3 separate regions of the Macaca mulatta genome follow, and all the other regions are linked to region 2. A link is a contact called in public Hi-C data. All regions are on one chromosome and are shown on one strand. Each heading gives the region's core, a stretch centred on a gene start, on an enhancer-like site or on the middle of the called end of the contact. The rest is flanking DNA. Distances are from core to core; before and after follow the strand shown. Region 1 holds the start of HYCC1 (hyccin PI4KA lipid kinase complex subunit 1). Region 2 holds the start of KLHL7 (kelch like family member 7). Region 3 holds the start of NUP42 (nucleoporin 42).

Region 1 (3,067 bases), core at 143-2,642, 88 kb before region 2:
ATGTTTTTCCTTCCTTGCCTTTGCCTGCACTTCAAAAATATGGGGGTTTAGACTACTATTCATCCTGTAAACCTTAAAATGTGTTCACCTAAAGAAAAAAAAATACTTAGAAATGTCGGGGGAGGTGGGGTGCCTGTGGATGTTAGCAGAAGAATGTCCTCATGGAAAACAAGCCTCCCAGTCTTTCTGACTGTATGCCAATAAGATATGAAAGCTGAAAACCTCAAACTGTCAAGTGTTACATGAACCAAAGAGGTGGCCCACCTGCTCCAAAAAACTACTGTGTGACCCAAGGATAAATAATTTGCAAAAGGTCAGCTTGGCCCTACTGCCTGTAGCGCAGTCTCTGAGATAAGGAGTAGCTGCCGGTGGAACGAATTCCCCCTACCTGAAGAGCGCCGTGGCTGTCAGGCTTGTGATAGTGTATTTCTCAGAGAGCAGATTCTGTGCAGTACTAAACCACTTAGGCAAAATTAAAATCTTTCAGGAAGGTCTAAACTCACAAAGCACACATGTGCAAGCTGACGGGCGGACACCAAATTTCGCTCTGAAGCATACAAACTTGGGGGTGTTTTAATGCAACCATTTGGAGCCAAACCCCCGAGGATTCCCGAGTATGTTAAAATGAGCCTCGGGAGAGGAATAACTCATAGAAAGAAAGGGCAAGGGCTCAAGAAGAGATCTTCAGCGTAATAACCCATGAAGGAAGCGTGGCTGCTGTCTGAACCTCTCCGCCCTGCAGGGGACCCAAGAACGACTCAGGCCAACACTATCCTCCCAAGGGGCGGGGGCGGGGGGTCGATAGTGACCATTGTGGCCACCAGACCGGACGGACAGCGGCGGCCTCGCGGGAGCGGAGAGCGCGGATGGGAGAGGAGGCAGAGGCCGGAGCATCCGCCGCGGCAGGGAGGGGACCGGGGGCTCCCGCCCCAGGCCCATCCCGCAGAGGAGCGGCCGGTGGGGCCGAGGCGGCGGCACCCGGGTCACGGCAGAAGGCTGGACTGCTCCTCGCCGGGAAGGAGAGACCCGAATCGCGCGCACAAAGCTGCCGCCCTCCAGGCAGCGGGCGGGCTGCGCCCAACTTCGGGGCGAACATTCGCCGGCCGCAGCCCACCCGCCAGCCAGAAGCCCCCAGCGCCTGGCGCCGCCTCGCGCCCACCCGTGGCGCCTCGCGCGGGAGCCGTTACCCCCAGTAGAGCCGCGGCCCGGGGGACAAAGTCTCGGTCCTGTCCTTGCCGCCGCCTCGCCCCGGCTCCTCCCTGACAAAAAAAAAGTTATCTGTCGCCAGACGCCCTGGGGGCCCGGCGTGGGTCTCTCGGCTGGACTCACCAGAGCGGCTGCCGGAGCTCCACCTGCAGGACCTCGATTCGTGAGGCTCGCAGCCACAGCGACGGCAGCTGCTCTGCTTCCTCCCGAGTAGCAGCACCACCTGCTCCCCTTCTTCCTAGCAGAACGGGTCCCGGCGAGCCATCTTCCCCCTCCTCTCACTGACTGACAACCCAGCCCGGAGAGCCGCCACTGCCGCCAGCCTCTCTGACAGGCACGACCAGGGACCCGTCCTCAAGCAGCCAACCACCACCGCCCCACGCCGATTCAGCCTATCGCAGTCCTCCGGGGCGGGATCAGAACAACTTCTCCACCAATGAGAATCTTCTTCTGCTGGGCCTGGGGCGGAGCTCTGAGGAGACTTGAGTGGGCGTGGTCTGAGCAATGGGCGTGATCCGGGGCCCGGGGGAAGATGATTGACTGTAAGGTTTGCGGTGGCCGCTAGGCGATGACAATCAGTGAAGGTCTCTTAGATTCTGAGCCGTTAGGGCTTATGGCCTTCTCAGAAAAAATAAGCTTTACCGGGTGATGTGAAGTGTATCAATTTGTTTCTCTTTTGTAAGAAAAGAGAAACAAATTGATAGTTTACTAGTAAGTAGGATTTACTTCCCTGTAATTGAATTCACAAGAATTTATGAAAATCTTACCAAATCCCGGGAGGAAAAAAAAATTACGTTTTTGCAAAATGGAAATAAAAACTTCCCCCTCACTACATCATTGCTTTTGGGCTTAGCCTGGAAAAAGTCAAATACGATACCCCGGTTTTCTTTCCATGGAGGTTGTTTTTATTTTTTCCATCATTACTCCCTACTTTTTCTCTGAACATATACTAAATATTTTGTATAATAACTGGAACCTGAGAACACCTGAACCTGCTCCTGCAGACAGTCCTGCTGTTTTTGACCTTGGAAACCCCTCCTACCACATCCTTCTCAAGTCTGGTCAAGATTAATTAGAAGAAAAACTGACCTCCACCCTAGAAAACAGGAAGTCATTCTAGCTTTACACTAGAAATGGGCAGGATTTCTCCAGAAACACTAAGTGAACTTTTCAAACATGCTGAACTTATAAATAACAAGCACATAAAGAAGAAGATATGTTACTTGATTATCAAAAGGGTATCAAGCAAACAATTTCAGGTAATTATTAGGGCAGATTGCTAAAACAGATAGGATCCTCCCTCCAAAAGGAGGATCAGATTAATAAGTAAATAATAACAAACTACTGTGATAAGGACAATAGAGATTGGTTCAATGAGCAATGGAAACAGAGGACAAGAAATGACTGTTTAGGAAAGTCAGCGAACTCCACAAGGAAGGTGATGTTTGAGTTGGATCTTAAAAGGTAAATAGGACTTTGCCAGAGAAGAAAGTCAAAGGGTATTTCAGAAAGAGAGAACACCATGTTCAAAGGCATGGAGCTATGAAAGGGCACAGAGCCGTTGTGGAACATTGAGAAAGTAGATGGGGTTAAACAATGAGGAACAGCCAAAAATTGGGCTGGAGCAAAAGGTTGAGGTGAGATTGTAAAAGACCTCACAAGCTACACTAAGATATTCAGACAAGAACTGTCAAGCAGAGCCTTCTGCAATGGTGAAAATCTTCTATATTTGTGTTGTCCAAAACAGTAGCCATTAGCCACATGTGGCTATCAAATACTTGAAACATGGTGTGACTGAAGAGCTCAATTTATTTATTTATTTATTTTTGAGACAAGATCTCACGCTGTCACCTAAACTGGG
Region 2 (3,057 bases), core at 460-2,959:
TGCTTAACCCCTGTACTGTATAATCTCTGTGGTCTCTTTGAGTTCTGAATCCTATGGCTCTTCCATGAACTTTGATGTTTTATATTCAGCAATATGTAAAAAGACTGTTCTAACACCAAGCACTAAGGATGCTGTTCCTTGTTTCTTTTTTGCTTTATTGCAGAACAGCATTCTTTTTCATCACCTACATTTCTGCCTTTGAATCACGGATCCTTCATCTCTCAAGGCCTTCGAGTTAGAAGACAGATTTCTACTTCTTTTCGATTAAAAAAAAGAAAAAAAAAGTTATTCTGTTTTTCTTCAGTGTCCTGGGTCATTTAATAAACTGAATGAAAAATTTTCTCATTTCTAATTTTATTAACAATAAATTATTCCTATTGCCAGAGTTCACCTTAAATCCCCAAATCAACTAGTTAAAATAGAGGCACATCTGAGAACCTCTAGATTAAAAGAAGAAAGATAAAGTGTACAGAGACATAAATATCTTACTCTTTTGTAAAAATTGAGGCATATATACAGTTTGCTCTTTCATCTGGATTATGTTATGTTGTTTGTCCCCAACAAGAAAAGTATACTGTGGGCCAAGACTGGCGGCTCATTCCTGTAATCCCAGCACTTTGGGAGGCCTAGGTGGGAGGATTGCGTAACGCCAGGAGCTCAAGACAAGCCTGGGCAACATAGTGTGACCTCTTCTCCACCACCACCAACACCACCACCAACAACAAAATTTTAAAATTAAAAATTAGCCCAGAGTTGTGTTGCACGCCTGTAATCCCAGCTACTTGGGAGGCTGAGATGGGAGGATTGCTTGAGCCCAGGAGTTCTGAGGCTTCAAGCCACTGCATTGCACCCCCAGCCTGGGTGACAGGGCAGAGACCCTGCCTCAAAAAAAAAAAAAAAAGCCTCAATAGTGTAAATTATTTTACATAAAATAGGTCTCTATACAGTCCTATATAGACTGAGGAGGAAAACCAATGAAATATAAAGTTTTCATAACATTAATGTACAATTTCAAATAATCCTGTATATTACTATACACTAGAAAGAATATGGTTACAAAAAGCATTTCCATGAGGGCTGTGATTGAGTTCCGTGTTACCGTAAAAACACTTAGAGAAGCCTAACTGAAGATTTCTAGAACTGACTGACAACTGATTTCAGTTGTGAACACATAGTAAGCCAGCCTAGTTAGGCAGACACTCACTGCACGCCAAGGAGACAGCACGTGACTGTGTGCTGTTGCTTTATGAATCCCATGAAAATAAATCTTGTACTCGGTGTAACAAGACTTTAACGTGCAGTAACATCCTTTCATCATTTAATATCTACTGAGCGCCTACCATACACCAGGCTCAGATACTGCACTGAACACCGACCCTGTTCCTATGAAGCCTTACACTGATGGGAGACACCTTTGCATGTTCCACCGCCCTATTATCAAAAAACAAAAAGATAATCACGTAACCGAAACCTGGAAATCTGCCTTGGGCACACAGAAGGGCAGGCGCGACCTCGGACCAGCTCCGAGGCAAAATTCACTCAGCGCGGGACAGCGACAAAGCACCCAGCCGCACCTTTGCCTGCAGTCACATTGCTCGGAGCGGCGCGCCACTGTGACGTTCGAGGCCCCGCCCCTGACTCCCCTCAAAGGGCCCCCGCCTCCTTGCGCGAAGTGCGCAGGCTCCTCGGCCGGACTCGGGTTCTGCCCGGGGACGCAGCCCAGCTGGCAGCGTCGCTCCCTGAGCGCTCCTGAGGGGGCCGCCCGGCCTTGTCTTTCGGCAGTGGCCGAGCCACCGCCGCCTGTCGCGCGTTCCAGAGCTGGGTGCTGCAGCCGCAGTTCCGATCGCCGTGTTTGGTCGATAGAATCCCCAGTGTGCCCAGAGAGTGCGACCCCTCGCCCGGCCCGGCGAGTCCCGGGCGTGAACCGAGCTGAGGGAGGATGGCAGCCTCCGGGGTGGAGAAGAACAGCAAGAAGAAGACAGAGAAGAAACTTGCTGCTCGGGAAGAAGCTAAATTGTTGGCGGGTTTCATGGGCGTCATGAATAACATGCGGAAACAGGTACCGCCTCTGTGGGAGTGACGGACGACGGTGGGAGGTGGTCCGGGGCTCGGGTCCCTGGCTCCCGGCGTCGAACCCCGCGCCCTGTGGATCGCGCCCCTCTTCCTCGGTCCTCGCCCCTTCTTCCATTTTCGCAGGCGAGTCCGCAGTTGGTAGAGGGGCGCGTAAAACAATTCTCGAGCAAAAGTGCTTCTCGCCTGCGGAGGATGTAGCTCCCAAGTCAGACTCCTGGGGGACTCCTCGGGCTGGCTTTCGCCGTCGGGTATCGGTTGTGTAACAGCTCTGCCCTAGTTATCTCTTTGTGAGGCGAGGATTCTTCCACCGGCGAGCCGTTTTAAAGTGTCGTGAGATCTTGTGTGAAGAAACCCATTGGCATAGCCCAAACCGAAGCCCCCAAAGGGAGGAGAGTTGCTGGCCTGAAATCAGCTGCTCTTAAATAAGGATCCCCGCCCCCTCCAGTGTTTCCCCGGTGGAGCTAGTTGAAAACGTCCTCCTGTACGTGTTAATTTAGAGCAGAAGCAGCCATCGATAAATACCATGCCATCTTCTAAGGGCACTGTGCGCCCCTGTTATTAAGAGGAGCTCTTTGTTCTGTCTTTGGTGTGTGGTGCATTCATGAAAGTCTGCAGCACATCGGCGAAAGGTGGGTTATGAAAAGAACGGATTTTAACGCTGGCGAAGGTGAACCAAAGAGGCTTTATTATTATTATTTTTAATTCCATAACATCTATACCGATAAGCATAGAAAGTCACTTTTTCCTTTCTGTAAGCTTTATTTATAGATAATACACATCTAAGGAGATTTGTGGGAATGTTTGGGTTTTGTTGACTGGGATCCTATTTCAAGAGGACAAAGCAGGATGTGAGTTGTGTGTAACTGCAAAACCTAGTTTGCTTTGTCTAGTGGTTCTGGGAATATGGGCAACAGTAGAGGAATTTAAGATTTTTATGAAGATATTAACTTCTGGTTTCTATAAGCAAACGCTGACTGCAGGGAT
Region 3 (3,278 bases), core at 735-3,234, 75 kb after region 2:
CTGGAGTAGAGAATGTAAAAATGAGCCTGGAACATGTCTAGATCAGAAAGTAAAAAAGTGCTCAAGTAATCATGGTAATTTTTTTTTCCTTTTTCAAAAGTGCAAAGGAGCTTAAAGGGGCTCCCGCTGGCCAAATTGGAGATGATTTGAGCATCAAAATAAATAATGATAGTAATGGATTATAACCCACTGAGTAACATTAGAAATCATGAGTCCATACTGATATGAATAAATAATGAGCTAAAAGTTGAATGAACAATCAGATTTTTAGATACTTTCAAAGTACCTCCCCACAAAATTCTTATTAATAACAAAAAGGAAAAGAATAACTTTATGGGAGAGCGGCTTGGCAGACACCACCTTAAGCAAGTGATCAATTGAGTATCACAAGTAACAGGACAAATTGAAACTGTGCACAACCTGCAATGTGAAAACCGCAGCATCACTTCTGTGATAATCCTGCCAAAGATGCATAATCTGAATCTAATCAAGAGAAAACATCAAACAGACCTGCACTAAGGAACTTCTACAGTATAACCAGCCTGTAGTCTTTAATGGTGTCAAGGTTATGAAAAGGAAAAACAAAAAAATCTTCCAAATTGAAGGAGACAAAAGAAATATGCCTAAGCAACAATGATTCTGAACTGAACCCTTTTCCTCTAAAGGACAATATTGGGACATTTGGCAAAACATAAATGGAGTCTAAGGATTAGAGAGTAGTAGTGCATCAGTATCAATGTCCTAATTTTGTTGATTGTGTTGTGGTTATATAGAATGCCCTGGTTTGTTTGTAGAAAATATACAGTAAGTATTTGGATGATGGGGCATTAGGTCTGCAACATAGTCTCAAATGGTTCAGGAAAAAAGTTCTTTGTACTGCTATTTGTAACTTTTCCATAAATTTGTTTCAAAATAAATGAATTGCCTTGATTAAAGAAAATAAAAAACTAGTTTGGACAAGTAGTTCCCGTCCTGTAGATTCTGTCTTCAAAATCCAAACAAATTACATGAGCAAGAATGATGGCTCACTCCCAGCCCAATAATCCTAAAACCACCAGCACAAACCTGTAAGCCAACAAAGTCAGATTTATTGACTTATTGCAATCAAGAAGACTGCACACCAGAGGAGCTGTGGGGTGTCTCACCGTACAAAATAAAAGGTAGTTATTGTATGTTTTGGCAGGGAGAGTGAAGTTTAGGTGAAATTTAAATGAAATCTCAAAACATAGCTGTGTGTAAAGGCATTAACATCAGGTCTGGACGAGAACTGAATGTAGGGCATGTTTCCTTGGAAACTGCAAAGTTAAGAAAATATATAATGTTTTCAGAAACCGTTTATATGAATGAAGCTCTACACCTAGATAGAAATTGAGGCTGCTTCTCTGCGTCAGAGAGACTTAGATCCTCCAGGCAAGGATGGGACGTTTCACTGGTTCTGATATAATTTCAAATAGCAACGTTTATGTGGACTTGAAAGAACAAGGTTTCTGAGTGTGTAGTAAGAATGTACTACTCACTCAAAGGGGTAATACTTTTCCGTTGCAGTATGTCCTAAAAGAAACATTGTTTCCTCTTAACGTCACGTCTGGCTTTATTTGACTCTGTTATCCATTCAGATGAAAGGCTGGGCATTTTGTTACTTTCTCAACCCAAGCTAAGTTTTACTGTCTTAGCAAGAACGACTCGGTCTCGCAAATCATAGCTAAGTCTCCTCTCAGGGCCTTGCTGAAGTTGTGCGTTTGCTTGCTCCGCTTTCCCCTCATTTTGGGCCTCAAGCCTTCCTGTAGTCCGAGGCCCTGCACCGGGGTCAAACGCGCCTCCGGTCTTCACGTAACCGTTCAAGCATCCCGCCTTCCCAGGACACACTCAAGCGTCAGAGCGGTCCGCTCTTCTCAAATCTTATTGGCTCAAGTCCACGCGTCTCATGGCACTGGGGGGGTGAGACAGGTTCCCCCGGCGCGAGAAGATGACGTCACAGTAGCCCGGCCGGGCGCGGAAGTTGCCTGGGGCTCTCTGCCCAGTAACTGGCATCCACCGGTGCCGACCGAAGACCCCTCCGTCGGCAGCGCAGTTGCAATGGCCATTTGTCAATTCTTCCTTCAAGGCCGGTGCCGCTTTGGAGATCGGTGCTGGAACGAACATCCTGGTGCCAGGGGTGCAGGAGGAGGACGGCAGCAACCGCAGCAGCAGTCTTCAGGTGAATGTCCTCTGCATCCTCCGCGGTAACCGAGCCGTGAAGGGCCGGCTGGCGGGGACCGGACGTCCCACTTGTGTCCCAGTGCTGGTGACCCCAACGTGCCCGCATCGCTGCCTTGCCGGCCCCAATGGGCCCTGCACAACGTTTTTAAACCGAGGGTTTTATCTACATATTATTCATGGGGTCCGTTTCTATTGAGCTTCAGAGGACCTGGGTTTGGGCCTGGATGCTTTTGCGAAACTGAGTTTTTAAATCGGAATTAAGTATCGAAACTATCTTGTAGGTAAATGCCGTAATTGAATATAATTATTACTAAGTTGTTTTTTCGAGGGTGAGGCTAGCAGCTTGGGTCAGAATCAGGACTTCATTTGGGATAAGTCGTGGACTTCTTTGAAAATCTAATAAAACCGGCCAGGTGCGGTGGCTTACGCCTGTAATCCCAGCACTTTGGCAGGCCGAGGCGGGCGGATCACGAGGTCAGGAGTTCGAGACCAGCCTGACCAACATGGTGAAACCCCCGTCTCTACTAAAAATACCAAAAAAAAAATTAGCCGGGCGTGGTGGCGCGCGCCTGTAATCCCACCTACTCAGGAGGCTGAGGCAGGAGAATCGCTTGAACCCGGGAGGTGAAGGTGGCTGTGAGCCAAGATCGCGCCACCCAACTCCAGTCTGGGCGACAGAGCGAGATTCTGTCTCAAAAAAAAAAAAAGAAAAGAAAAGAAAATCTAATAAAACCTATAGAGCCATACCGCAGAAAAAATGCACCTGCTCATAAATTTGGGGTGAAATTGGGAAGGTGGGAAGTCCAGTAACTCTCCGGGAGATGAGGAAAGGGGATGTGGGGGCCTCGTTAATCTAATCCCTGGGCCTAGATCATTGTCAAAGCTTTTTATCTTAAAGGAAAGGAGAGATTAGACGTGAAACCTTAGAACAACACAAGATTTTAAAGATCGGGTTAATAATTAGGTGCTGCCTCCCTTCCTTCCCCTCCTTTAGGGCTCTTCATGTGATGTGATGTGGTGTGGTGTGATGTGATATTTTGAGACAGCCTCTTGCTCTCTCAGGCAGCTCACTGCGACCT

The links. A called contact is a pair of places that touch in the nucleus more often than the background predicts.
Region 1: a contact with region 2 is called in a Hi-C map of fetal cortical plate, with 2.4 times the contacts expected there. The contact joins the promoter of HYCC1 here to the promoter of KLHL7 in region 2. A contact is called at or near these places in 2 of 14 Hi-C or Micro-C datasets (fetal cortex germinal zone and fetal cortical plate).
Region 3: a Hi-C map of fetal cortex germinal zone shows a contact between it and region 2, with 4 times the contacts expected there. The contact joins the promoter of NUP42 here to the promoter of KLHL7 in region 2. A contact is called at or near these places in 5 of 14 Hi-C or Micro-C datasets (CD4 T cells, blood, fetal cortex germinal zone and 2 more).

What each region holds. Positions count from the first base shown.
Region 1 is chr3:105,348,078-105,351,144 of T2T-MMU8v2.0, reverse strand. It overlaps HYCC1 (hyccin PI4KA lipid kinase complex subunit 1), which reads right to left and starts at 1,392. Exons shown (of 11, transcript NM_001266156.1): 1 at 1,330-1,392.
Region 2 is chr3:105,260,192-105,263,248 of T2T-MMU8v2.0, reverse strand. It overlaps KLHL7 (kelch like family member 7), which reads left to right and starts at 1,709. Exons shown (of 11, transcript NM_001260642.1): 1 at 1,709-2,059. The coding sequence starts at 1,940.
Region 3 is chr3:105,184,791-105,188,068 of T2T-MMU8v2.0, reverse strand. It overlaps NUP42 (nucleoporin 42), which reads left to right and starts at 1,984. Exons shown (of 7, transcript NM_001266179.1): 1 at 1,984-2,197. The coding sequence starts at 2,077.